Regions from separate parts of the Zea mays genome. Here region 2 is linked to region 1. The links are chromatin contacts, called in public Hi-C maps. All regions are on one chromosome and are shown on one strand. The core of a region is the stretch at or near the end of the contact, and the rest is flanking DNA. Distances in the headings are between cores, read along the strand shown. Region 1 holds the start of LOC100383425 (Peroxisomal nicotinamide adenine dinucleotide carrier). Region 2 holds the start of LOC100191936 (SWI/SNF, matrix-associated, actin-dependent regulator of chromatin subfamily B member 1).

Region 1 (6,088 bases), core at 1,227-3,726:
ATCTGTACCACTAAGCATTTCATTTCTTTACTGGCTAATTTTCGAAATAAAAAAAGTAAAAGTTTAGAATGACGGATTGCCTAGTTGAGAAAAGAGAGCTAACCGCTTGAAGAGTACCATATGGACGAGCTTTTTCTGACTCCAATTTAACCAGCCTATCCTTCAGAACTGCAACCTCCAACGAATTCGCCCTAGACATTTCTTTCAGTAAAAGCTCCCTCTTAGACTCCAATATTTTTCTTTTCGCTTGAGTATGTGTCTGAAAGATGGTCATTGATAATTACTAATTTGCTGCACTTTTATTATGAGTAGTATTGAAGCATATTGCATTATTGCAGTCAAATTTAGCCACTCTATAGTCAGTAGGATGGGTAAAAGCAGGCCACTTGGAGTTCAGCTAATATACAAACAAAATGACTTTAAATCAACATTTGCATATTGTGGCTGCAGGAAAATTGGACCCAAGTCATAGCGAATGTATTAGTTATAGTTCATAGTCAAGTCAATCAACAACAACAACAACAAAGCCTTTTAGTCCCAAGCAAGTTGGGGTAGGCTAGACTATTTCATAGTCAAGTACTCAAGTCAATAATAAACTTTAAAAAACATAGGAACTAGGAGGTGTGAAAATGCTTTGGGAAGAACAAAACAAATAACCATTTAGTCATAACACATAAGCACTGCAGTTTAAGGATTGGAGCCTCATAGAAAAATGAACTAAAGTATATTAACATGTTAACAATATTGTAAGGTCACCTTATCAAGGCTCAGTAATAAATGTACAGCATAAAAAGCTTTACTAATATTCCTATGGCTGCCTAATAGAGAAGACCATTTCAGTTCCCTGATTTTTCCTCACCCATACAAGTTTCCAATATACGAAGATTTTAAGACAATGGAATGTAAGATCTTTTGCCTGGACGCTCATACAATTTCATATCTAAACAATAGATAGGCTCATCACAAGGGATATCAGAAGCAACAAAATCACAACATTGTATGAGTACAATGGAGTGGGATACAACAGTATCACTAATATAGGCTTTCCCTGACTGGGTCAGTGGCAGCAATTTTTCAGACAGAAGAACTCAACACCTTGTATGTAGATTCTCTTCTTTAATGAACTCTACTGGTTATCTTCTTGAAGAAAAAATAACCTAGTTTAATTTACCTGCATACGTGTCACAAGAACCCATATTGGATTGGTTAGAAGAACATTGATTGACCTACAACAAAAGAAAATGACCATGAACATGCCGAACCATCAAGATTATTAACTCAAACTAAAACCATGTGGTACACAATATTGAAAACTATGCTTTTCTGGTGTCCAACTTAGAAAATCATATAAATTCAGCACAGCTACCATAAAAGTACACTAAATCCACCCGTCCGCTTTAATTTGTTCCAACAATTAAATAAAAAAAGTGCATGAGTAGTAGTAGTAGGTAGGTAGGTTACCCAGCAACAGCTGCAATACCAAGCCAAGAAAGCATCCCGACAGTACCATCCCCAAGGCCCTTCTTGCTACGAGCAACCGCTATATCTTCCACCTTGTTCTTGAGGATCTGGTAGAAGTAGTAATAGATTCCCTGGAACCACGAAATGGAATGTAACTCAAAGTTCACAAGTACCATTTACTGGGTATCCACATTCTGCCATCCATACATATTGCAGCTCCTTTGTTATCAAAAACCAGTTAAAGTAGAAGTAGAATTTAACCTGCGACGCGGCAGTGCCGATGAGAGAGGGCTTGAGGCCGCTGTACAACCCACTCCATCCTTCGGTTTGAATCAGCTGCAGTCACTAGATTACAAACTTGATTAGGGAGGACATCTGGCGCACCACGGTACCTGAAGCCCGCGATGAATCACCTGGAGCATCTGGTACATGGTGGAGGCTGGGGTGGCGCTGGCGCCGCTCCTGGCCTTCCTCTTCTTCGTTGACCTCTCCGTCTGCTGCCGGGTGTTCACCTGGGAGAGAGAGAGGGGGGGGGGGGATTGTTTCCCAAATTAGAAGAGGATATAACGGTAAGGTTTGTAGAGGGCTAGAAGCAACAAGAGAAAAGAACAGTGTGGTACGGTTTGGAGAGGGTAGGTGATGATCTGCGCGATGATGCCGCCGCCGGCGCCGGACAGCCCGTTCACCGCCGCGCTCGACATGATCGGATGATCCCCTACCTAGCAATCAGCAGGAGCCATCCCAAAATCAGCAGGAGTCAGTGGGCTGTCTGATATATAGCTAGGTTAGATTCCGAATGCATATATATAGCTTGGGGTGCTCGGTTCGATGCCGCACAAAAGCAGGAAGTGAAGGGAATGGACGGCGTACCTAGTGGATAATCGTCGCTGGTGAAGCGCAGATGAAGACCTCGCTCAGTCGGCGCCGTGGCCGCGGCGAGGAAACGAGATGTGGGTTACTGTCTACACTACACTTTGGATGGAGAGGGAGGAGGGAGAGACGGAGAGGATCAGAACTCAGGACTGAATGAGATAGCATGCGAATAAGACGACGTCAGTACGCCACCGGATGATGTGTGCCTATACATTTGGTCCTGGCATGACCGGCCGATCCGAAGCACAAAAAAAAACACGGTCTAGACACGGCACGATCTGAAATAATTTAGTGCCGGGCTAGGTTTGGGCCGAGGTCGCGGCCATGGGCGGGCACAAGCATAGTCCGTTTAAGGTAGGCACGAAATGGCTCATATAGAGGCACGAAAAGGTCATATATTTATTAAAACCACACTTTATTCCACACTTTAATATACTTGATAAAAAACATAAAGCTAGTGATAATGCTAGTTAGATGTTTTTTTAGCTTTGAATTAGAGTATGTGATGTAATTTTACTTTTGTTATGAACATTAGATAATGAACTGAACTTACGAACTTTGTATAGAGCTGATTATACTCTTTTTCCTTCTAACAAAATGATTTGTAAACGAGTTAGTTATTGCATAGCTCTGGTAACTTAATACAAATATTAAGTTTGCTTTTGGTCAAATTTATCTGTCTTATCTTTTATTTGTTTTATTAAATTTGTTTGGGATTTAGGGCTCTGATGTGAATTTCGGGCTTTAATAATTTCGAGCCGCCCGAAATAAGCCCGGCACGTTTAAGCAATTACGTGTCGGGCCGTCGACCGAGGGCTAGGCCCGTGGGCTGGCCTGGCACGGCCCGAAATTCAAACGGGTCGGCCGGACCGAAATTTAAACAATACGGGCTTTTTCGAGCTTGGGCCGGGCCGGGCCAGACGACCCGAATGTACACCTATGTGTGCCTATCCTTTCTCGGGGGTTTTCTGTCGGCGTTTCGGACCCGCGAGGACCGTCAACCGACCAGTAAATTTGTCGCTGCGTGTCCCTGCCCAGATGGGTTGATGCAAGATAGAACACAAGAGGGAAATGAGGCTTATGTTATCTTGCACCGGGATGCTCGTAGTAGGGTTACAAGCGTTGCGGGAGAGCGAGAGCGAGAGAGAGCGAGAAAGAGAGGGTTCGGCCTTGAGGCGAGCCGTCTGAGTCTGCCTCTGCTCGTCTGCGTCATGCGTCCGGGTGTTTTTTCTGTCCTCTCCCCCTCACGTCTCCCCTCCTCCTCTTCTTTCTCCCTTAGGAAGGCCATGGACATCCCCTTTTATAGACGCAAGGAGACGCCCAGCTGTACAATGGGGGTGTAGCTATGAGCTATCGTGGCTGGCGGGGAGGTGTCTTGAGCCATGTACATGTTCTAACGTGGCCGTTGGAGTGGTGCCTTGAGTCCTGTAGAAGCATAGCTGGTGGTGCGGCATGGATCCTGCTGACGTTTCCTTGCTTCCGTAGGGGGTTGAGAGCAAGAGCAACCAATGTCATGGGCGCACGCGGGGAACCATCATTACTTGTTACCGGAGTAACTTAGATGGGACACCGGTCTTATTCCTTCGTAGCCTGAAGCGGCTAGCTATGGGTAGGGTAATGATGTATCCCCTGTTGCGTAGTCGGCCCGAGGTCGAGGTCGGGCGAGGCGGAGACTTCTCCTGAGGCCGAGGTTGAGGTCGGGCGAGGATGTGACTCCTCCCGAGGCTGAGGCTGTGGCCGAGGCCCGAGGATGGACGAGACAGGGACCTTCCCCCGAGGCCAAGGCCTGGGGTCGGGCGAGGCGGAGCTCCCTGTCGTGCCCGAGGCTGAACTCGGGAGAGGTCACAGCTTGCTGTTGTCAGTCTTGCCCTGGTGGTTGGCACAGTAGCCGGAGCGGGGTGAATAGCGCCGTTTTCCTGTCAGAACGGTCAGTAAAGGGGCGAAGTGACTGCGGTCACTTCGACCTTGCCGACTGAGGCACGCGTGTCAGGATAAGGTGTCAAGCGATCCCCACATTAAATGCGCATGCGATACGTTCGGTTGGTAAGGCGATTTGGTCGAGGTTGCTGCACGACAAAGTCCGCCCGAGCTGGGCTTCGGGCGAGCCAAGGGTGCGCCCACTGCCTAAGGAGGCCCTCGGGCGAGGCGTGAATTCGTCCAGGACTACTGTTCCCGCCCGAGGATGGGCTCGGATGAGGTCACGTCCCTCGGTAGACGTGGCCTTGACTTGAATCGTGCCTTATCAGTCGTGTATGGTTTTGTTCTGAAGATGTTTTCCAGCCGAATTAAGGAGCATCGGGGGTACCCCTAATTACGATCCTCGACAGTATCCCCCGAGCCTCGAAGGGAGTGTAGGTACTCGCTTGGAGGTTCTGCCGGATTTTTTGCAAGGGGACCAGCCCTTCTTGGTTGTGCTTTGTTCCGGTGGGTACGCGTGAGCGCACCCGCCGGGTGTAGCCCCCGAGGCCTCGGAGGAGTGGTTTGACTCCTCTAAGGTCTTAATCCTTTTTGTGATGCCTCGGTCAGCCTTGTTGTTCCCTCATGCGGCCTGGCTGCAGCCCGGGTGCACGGTCAGGCTCCGAGTTTTCAAGCTGGTTTGTTGACGTGGTCAATAGTTTGGCCGTAGCCTGGCGCGAGAGCAGCCCCCGAGCCTCTTCACGGAGCGAGAGGACGATCAAGGACCGTCTCGACTTTTATTGTACGCCCCTTCGTCGCCTCTCCGCGAGGAGGAAGGGGGGAAAGCGTCATGTTACCCTCGGAGGGCACCGAACATGGTGTTTCCAGTGAGTTGCTAGCGGATGATCCGAGTGGACGCCCGAGCCCCGTTCGATAAGGGTCGGCTAGTGGCCCAGAGGCGCGCTCCAAAAGTACCTGCAGGTGATTTGCCGAACCCGGACCCATTCGATAGGGTCCGAGGGCTCGATGCCTCCCTCCGGTGGGATTCCATTACAAATCGTTCCCGCTGGTCTCGGAAATGTCCTAGGGTACCTCGGGAGCGTAGCCCGAGCCTCAGCCATGTAACGGACGTACCCAGGGTCATCCCTGACTCTACGTGCTCTGAGGCGGCTGTCGAACCCTTCCGAGGGGCCAGCCTTCGAACCCCTGATTAGTAAAGGGCTCAGAGCCCGAGTGCTCTGGGGCGGTTGCCGAACACCAGAGGGCCCAACCTTCAAACCCCTGATCAGTAGGAGGGCTCGGGGCCCGTTTCCTTCGCCGATAAGGATCCTTTTCGCAATATCCCCTTTCCCGGTCCCTGTGGCAAGAGAGAGAGAGGAAAAAGGAAAAGGATATAAATTTAAATAATGTGGCGCACCTTTTTTGATGCGGTCATCATGACGGAGGTGAAACGGCACCCGCTTCGCCTGCCGAAGGTGTCGCTTGCCCTGCCAAGGAGTTAATGCGATGGGACGGGTGATTCGCGGGGTGTCTGTTGCGCGTGCGCGAGTCGTTCGAGGAACAGAAAGATCGTTTCACCTTCGAGTTTGAATTCTGCGGCGGGTTCGGGCGAAGCCTTGGGTGGATCTCGCCTGGGCCTTTATATACCCGGAAGAGGGGCCGGTGGTGGTTCTTTACCCTGCCATTTGCGCTTGCCTCCTGCTTTGGTTTCCGCAACCTAAGAGAGCAGCCAGAGAAAAGGAAACCACCCACCTCATCCCTTCCGCCTCCACCACCTCCGTTTGGCGATGGTTGACAAGGTGACCATCATTCCGCCGCGCGACCCATGGCCTTTCTCCACCGTCGCTGTGGAGGATCT
Region 2 (6,593 bases), core at 2,471-4,970, 150 kb after region 1:
ATGGACGTGAAGAGTGCCTTCCTCAACGGACCAATCAAGGATGACGTATACGTGGAACAACCCCCTACCTTCGAGAATGACAGGTATCCCGACCATGTCTACAAGCTTTCTAAGGTGCTCTATGGACTTAAGCAAGCTCCAAGAGCATGGTTTGAATGCATTAAAGATTTTCATTTTTCTAATGCTTTCAAGGTCGGGAAAGCTGATCCTACTCTTTTTTACTAAGACTTATAATGGTGATTTGTTTGTATGCCAAATATATGTCGATGACATAGTATTTGGTTCTACTAATCAAAAGTCTTGTGAGGAGTTTAGCGGGGTAATGATGCAAAAATTCGAAATGTCTATGATGGGCGAGTTGAACTACTTCCTTAGATTCTAAGTAAAGCAACTCAAGAAAGGAACCTTCATCTCCCAAATGAAGTACACTCAAGACTTACTCAAGAGGTTTGGGATGAAGGATGCAAAGCCCGCTAAGACGTCGATGGGAATGGACGGACACTTGGACCTCGACAAAGGAGGTAAGTCCGTTGATCAAAAGGCATACTGGTCTATGATAGGTTCTTTACTTTATCTTTGTGCTAGTAGACCAGACATAATGCTTAGTGTATGCATGTGTGCTAGATTTCAATCCGACCCAAGGAATGTCATCTTGTGGCCATGAAGCAAATTCTTAGATATTTACTCTCTACACCTTGCTTTGGGATCTGGTATCCAAAGGGGTCTACCTTTGACTTAATTGGATATTTAAATTCCAACTATGCCAGGTGCAAGGTTGATAGGAATAGCACATCAGGGACTTGTCAGTTTTTGGGGAGGTCCCTGGTGTCCTGGAGCTCTAAGAAATAAACATATGTTTCCCTATCCACCGCTCAAGCCGAGTATGTTGCCGTAGGACAGTGTTGCGCGCAACTACTTTGGATGAGGCAAACCCTCCGGGACTTTGGCTACAATCTGAGCAAAATCCCACTCCTATGTAATAATGAGAGTGCAATCCGTTTGGCGGATAATCCTATTGAACATAGCCGCACTAAGCACATAGACATCCGGCATCACTTTCTAAGAGGCCACCAGCAAAGGGGAGATATCGATGTTTGCCACATTAGCACCGAGAACCAGCTAGCCGATATCTTCACCAAGCCTTTAGATGAGAAAAAGGTTTTGCAGGTTGCGTAGTGAGCTAAATGTCTTAGATTCGTGGAACTTAGATTGATCTATAGCATACATGTGTTTTATGCCTTTGATCATGTTCTTTTAAACATTTCTGTCTTTACTTATTTTGGTGCTCAAGTTGTACATGTCATCCTTGGACCTCACAAGTCCTTATACAAATGATGCACATGTTTAGGGTGAGGATGTACTACAACTTGCCCCTTTGAGACTAATATGCTTTCTTGAGTGATTTTGATATAGTCTCAAAGATGGATTGAAAGGGAAAAGTGGACTTGGACAAAGAAGAGGCTTCCACTGCATTCTGGTATTAATGTATCTTCGTCCAAGACACTATCCGTGTTTTTCTCATTGACATTGATTTTAATTGAAATTTTTGTGAGGCAATGGGGTTAAACATGCCAAATAGTTCTTCTATTTTGGTGCTTAATGCCAAAGGGGGAGAAATTAAGGCCGAAGCAAATGAATCAGCTATCACTTGTGATTTTTTCAAAAGTTTTAGTGTAAGAATACTTTATTGCAAAAAATTGCTCTATTATAGGAGAGAAATTTGATTATGGGAAAAGGGGGGAGTTTTTGGTGTTTGATCAAAACTAGTCTTTAAAGAGATTTTGATTTGCCAAAACAAGTGTTTTTTACGCAGTGATAGAAAAATGAATTTGTTTTGCAAAAACAAACCAAGTGGTGGCAAAAATGATCCAAATATACCAAATCATGTGATAACTAGATTGGTCTTCAATTTGACATCAATTTGCTCTTCTTAGCTCTTTTGGATATGTTAGTTCAATTTGAGTTGCTTTTTGATGTGTTGGCATAAATCACAAAAGGGGGAGATTGAAAGGGAAATGTGCCCTTGGGCCATTTCTATATTGTTTTGGTGATTAGATGTACAACACATTATGTTTGAACTAACATGACGTTGAGCAAAGGTATATGAAGCAATTGAGCTCGCAAGAGGACTTAGTGCAAATCTATATGGATCAAGCAAAAAGGTATGCTCTGAACACTTAGTCAATTGATTTGTGTGCTAATCATGTTTGTCTAAGTGATAGAGAATTAGTAAAGTCAATTCCAAAGGAGCAAAAGAAAGCAAAGGAAGATTAAGAGAAAGCGTACGGGACTGCAGAGCTCTGGACGGTCCGGTGCCACCCACCGGACAGTCTGGTGCACGGCCCAGCCAACGGCCTGCTCTCGGGTTTTTCTGGCTGCGTCGGCTATAATTCACCGGACGGTCCGTGCGAGGCGTCAGGCAGTCTGGTGATCTAGCAGCCAACGGCTAGTGGCCACGTCGGCCCCGGGCCAACTGTCAAGTGGCGCACCGGACTGTCTGGTGCCCCACACCAGACGGCCCGATGCCCCCAGAACAAGAAAGCAGTCAATCAGGGGATTCTCTTCCCGTGCCTAGACCGCATACTGTTCACTGTCCGGTGTGTACCGGACAGTCCGGTGCACCCGCGGACAGAAGGCAATCAGGGCCTTCCAAATGGAGCTCCAACGGCTCCTAGCTTCCTTGGGGCTATAAAAGGGACCCTAGGCGCATGAAGCAAAAAATCAAGATGTCATTGAACATTCTACAACGCCAAGACTTCGCAAACACGCATTTGGTTCATTCTGATAGAGATTCGGGCACTTCTTTGAGCTGTAACTCCGTTGTGCTGTTTCGTGTCTCTTGTGCCATTTACTTCATTGCAATTTTTATCTCTTTCTCGTTCCAATTCTTCACTTGTGATATTGCTCTAAGTCTAAATTATATCTTAAAAGAGCAATAAAGTGAAAGAAACTTCTCTCTTCTTTCTACTCCCAAACTTGGTTTTAATTCTCTCTAACTCACATTTTAGACCAAGTTTGTGTGGTTTGAGTTAAGTTTTATAGGATCACCTATTCACGCTCTCTGGGTGCTATCAATTTTGCAAAGTTTAAACTAGTGAATTATATAGTGGTATAGATTCATTTTTGTTTAGTGTTGTGATTGATACGATATCTAAGCTTATGTGTGCATGTAATGGTTTCATAGATGTCGTCCGTGCTAGATGCTTACTATGTTTGATGTCGACGTTGGCCTTACGAAGACTTTTAAAAAGCGTTGGCGTAACACAGACAATATCGAGACACCGATCCTAACTATAACTTTAGCGGCGATGACTACCTCAGAGAAGACAAACGAATGGTGATATAAACTAGTCAATAGAAACCATACGTGCGAGGAGAGAGAAATGATAGGAACGCGGGTGATTTATAACAAGATTAATTTTGTCCCAGGGGATATAAATTTTATTCAGGACTAGTTTGGGAACCCCATCTTTCCAAGGGTTTTCCATTTTTCCAAGGAAAATTAGTTCATTTTCCCTTGGTAAAATAGAAATCCCTTGGGAAAATGAAGTTTCCAAACTAGCCCTCAGAGGAAAAGCAATAACTATATGTATTTCGCGCGTGACGTAGGACGACACGTAACAAGTCGAAACTTAGGTTTGAAAGGAGAGCCCATACAAAGACGACTTGTTGTTCGGCCCGACTTAATTAGTTAGGCCCATAAGCGTGCCCGTTCTTTTTCGCGTTTCACGGCGGCGCGGACAGAGAGCCATCGGCGGCGCACCGACCGCCGGCGAAGGGTACAGAGATGAAGACGGTTAGCCTCGGCGCCTCTAGGCCTTCCACTGTCAACTTCCGCATGTACGCCCTCTTCCTCCCTCCCTCCTAGTCCTCTTCCATTAGAGAGACGCCTTGGATCGATTGCTTGGGAGAAAGAGGGCGCGGGTGGCTGATTCGTTCCCTTCTGCCTCCTCCGTGCTGCAGGCCGACGAGGGACAACCTCGTGCCTATACGCGTCGACGTCGAGGTGGACGGCCAGCGCTACAGGGACGCCTTCACCTGGAACCCGCGAGGTATCCCTCTTCCGCTTCTCGCTTCATTCATCTCCTCTTAGCGTCGTGCTGTCGCTCGCTGGTTGGATTGACTCGCTTGTCCCCTGCACCTGGCCGGCAGATCCCGACTCGGAGATAATCAGCTTCGCTAAGCGGACGGCCAAGGACCTCAAGCTGCCGGCCAATTTCGTCCCCCAGATGCTCCAGTCCATCCAGGTGCCTCTCTTTTCTCTTGCTTACCTGCCCCTCCTGTCCCATCTCGCCATGTGTTCTATACTGCTAATGGTCAATCGACTATTGTTTTTTCGCGTAGGGGCAACTTGCGGAGTTCCGTTCCTACGAGGGGCAGGAGATGCAAATCAAAGAGAAGATTGTGCCTCTGAAGGTTTGTTGTACTGTTCTGTTGCTCATCTGCAGACAGTTTCTGCGCCTGTTGTATTTTTATCCTCATATGAATGTGGAGCATACACTGTCAAGTGACAGCTTATATATATGGTGAATCTGCAGATTGACCTCCGAGTGAACAACACTGTAATTAGGGACCAATTCTTATGGGTATGTACATGTATCGTTGTGATTTTTGGGAGTCCTCATGTCCTGATAATTGCTTTAACTCCCATCTACTCTACTCTACTCTTGCCTCTTGGTGGTCAGGATATCGGCAACCTTGATAGTGACCCTGAAGAATTTGCGAGGACACTGTGTGATGATTTGAATATTACAGACCCTGAAGTTGGGGTATGTCCTAAATAATAAAGCTCTGAGTGATCAGTGCAATGAACTGTTAATTCAACTAAAGCAGCAGCTTTTATGTTGATGGTTTTCCATGTCAGCTAGCCTCTATTTACACTTTGCAATTCTCCCAAGTTGCTATACAGGAACATGATGGATTACCAGATGAAAGTTTTTCCATATTTTCTCTGAACTTGCATTTAACTTTATGTACTTGCAAGTCTTGTAAAATGCTACTATTGTTATTGTCCTTTATAATCTTTATGATTTTCTGTGGCTGCAGAATTTGATGGGTTTAGTCATGAATTTGCTGTTATATGAATATTTCCTGCACTGCAGTTCTTTTTTTGGAAAAACGTACAGATTAATTATACAAAGTTGTTCTATGCTGACAAAGTCTTTTTGTTTGATGTGCAGCCTGCAATAGCTGTTTCCATCCGTGAGCAGCTTTATGAGGTTAGATATACTTTTCTTTCCTGATTCTAGTTCACAATATCAATAAATCAATTTGATGTTCTTTAGAGGCAGAACTTATGAAGTTTGTATATGGTTCCTTCAGATTTTTTTTTTCTATAAGGCTTTATTTTGAAAAAAAAAATATAAAATCTTGACTTTGTAGATTGCTAGTCAGAGCGTCTCTGTTATGAGAGAGAAGCAAATGTCAAAGAAGGGAAGGCGAGCACCAGAATTTTCTTCAAATAGGTTTGTGGAGGAGTTTACTCTTTTTGTTAAAAAAAAATTAAAAATGTAGGGGAACTGGATGCACACAGATGCTAATTAGCATATTATTCTAGCTAAATGTCATCCTTCCTGTTTGTTGTTCTATATGAAATTCACCTGGCTATGTTTTGCAGTAAAGCCGTGAACAATGCAGTGGATTTGTTCAAGTATTTTGGCAGCAAAGGGAGCGTCATCCGGTATATGATCATTTCTTCTAAAAACCTTGATGCGTTAATGATTACTGTAGTTTGGTACTTCGGTTATGATGGTACTGGTAGGGAAGTACCGACGAACAATGTTCACTCTGTGTTTGGACTAACACGTTGCTAGCTTACTGTTCTCTGGTGTCGAAACCACCTTGATTCTGTTTTTTTCCCTTTTTGGTGTATACCAGGAAAAGGAAGGAATGGTACCTGTATGAGCCTGTTGTTGATGTGGTAGCTAATGACGAAGACGGGAAAGAGGAGGCTAATAATTCTAGCAGGTGAGGATGGCGCTGATTTTGAACATCCATTGTCAGAGAAGTCGGTTTGGTATAGTGAACTGTAAGAAATAACTTCAGTATCGGAGCCGTGCGCCCTGTTTAGTGCCATGCTTTTCACGATAGGAAGAGAGAAACAAACGATGCCTAGGCTGTGTGATTCAATTCACGAACGTTTTTTTTTTTGTTTTCACAGGCCGAAGAAAAGAGCCGACGAAGAGAAAGCTGCAAGCCTTCAGTCCCTTTGAACACAAGCTGCTGATAGTTCTAACCAAGGAGGGTTTCTCTTGCCAATCCCAGCAGATGCCTGCCTTTGACATTCGTCGTAGGATGGCTTCATCATAGCTACATATTTGTATGTAAGCGGTGTGAGAGCGTGTTATTCTCTAGAGTTGAGTTCCACAAGAGTCTTCTCTAGAGTTGAGTTACAAGCGGCTCTTAATTTCTCTACACAAGACAAGGAAGAAACACTAGCTGTAGAATTCCAAAAGGCTCTTAATTTCTCTTAATTTGTCTACTTGCATACCTTTTGGAGAACCTCTATGTTTTCTTGGATCACCAGCTTTAGGAGAAGGCTTCTTTGTTGCACTTTTTGATAAGAGCATGTTGATTCTTGGAGAACCCCTTCC

What was found. Hi-C and Micro-C count contacts between places; a contact is called where the count stands out from the background.
Region 2: a contact with region 1 is called in a Hi-C map of tassel, with 4 times the contacts expected there. The contact joins the promoter of LOC100191936 here to the promoter of LOC100383425 in region 1. A contact is called at or near these places in 2 of 25 Hi-C or Micro-C datasets (ear and tassel).

Annotation. Positions count from the first base shown.
Region 1 is chr8:132,728,984-132,735,071 of Zm-B73-REFERENCE-NAM-5.0, forward strand. LOC100383425 (Peroxisomal nicotinamide adenine dinucleotide carrier) reads right to left here and starts at 2,477. Exons shown (of 12, transcript NM_001361636.1): 1 at 2,332-2,477; 2 at 2,082-2,180; 3 at 1,875-1,973; 4 at 1,723-1,797; 5 at 1,462-1,592; 6 at 1,172-1,226; 7 at 104-259. The coding sequence starts at 2,162.
Region 2 is chr8:132,880,552-132,887,144 of Zm-B73-REFERENCE-NAM-5.0, forward strand. It overlaps LOC100191936 (SWI/SNF, matrix-associated, actin-dependent regulator of chromatin subfamily B member 1), which reads left to right and starts at 3,721. Exons shown (of 11, transcript NM_001137360.1): 1 at 3,721-3,840; 2 at 3,964-4,052; 3 at 4,153-4,247; 4 at 4,345-4,416; 5 at 4,539-4,586; 6 at 4,686-4,769; 7 at 5,181-5,219; 8 at 5,383-5,465; 9 at 5,618-5,680; 10 at 5,878-5,967; 11 at 6,161-6,583. The coding sequence starts at 3,788. The coding sequence ends at 6,212.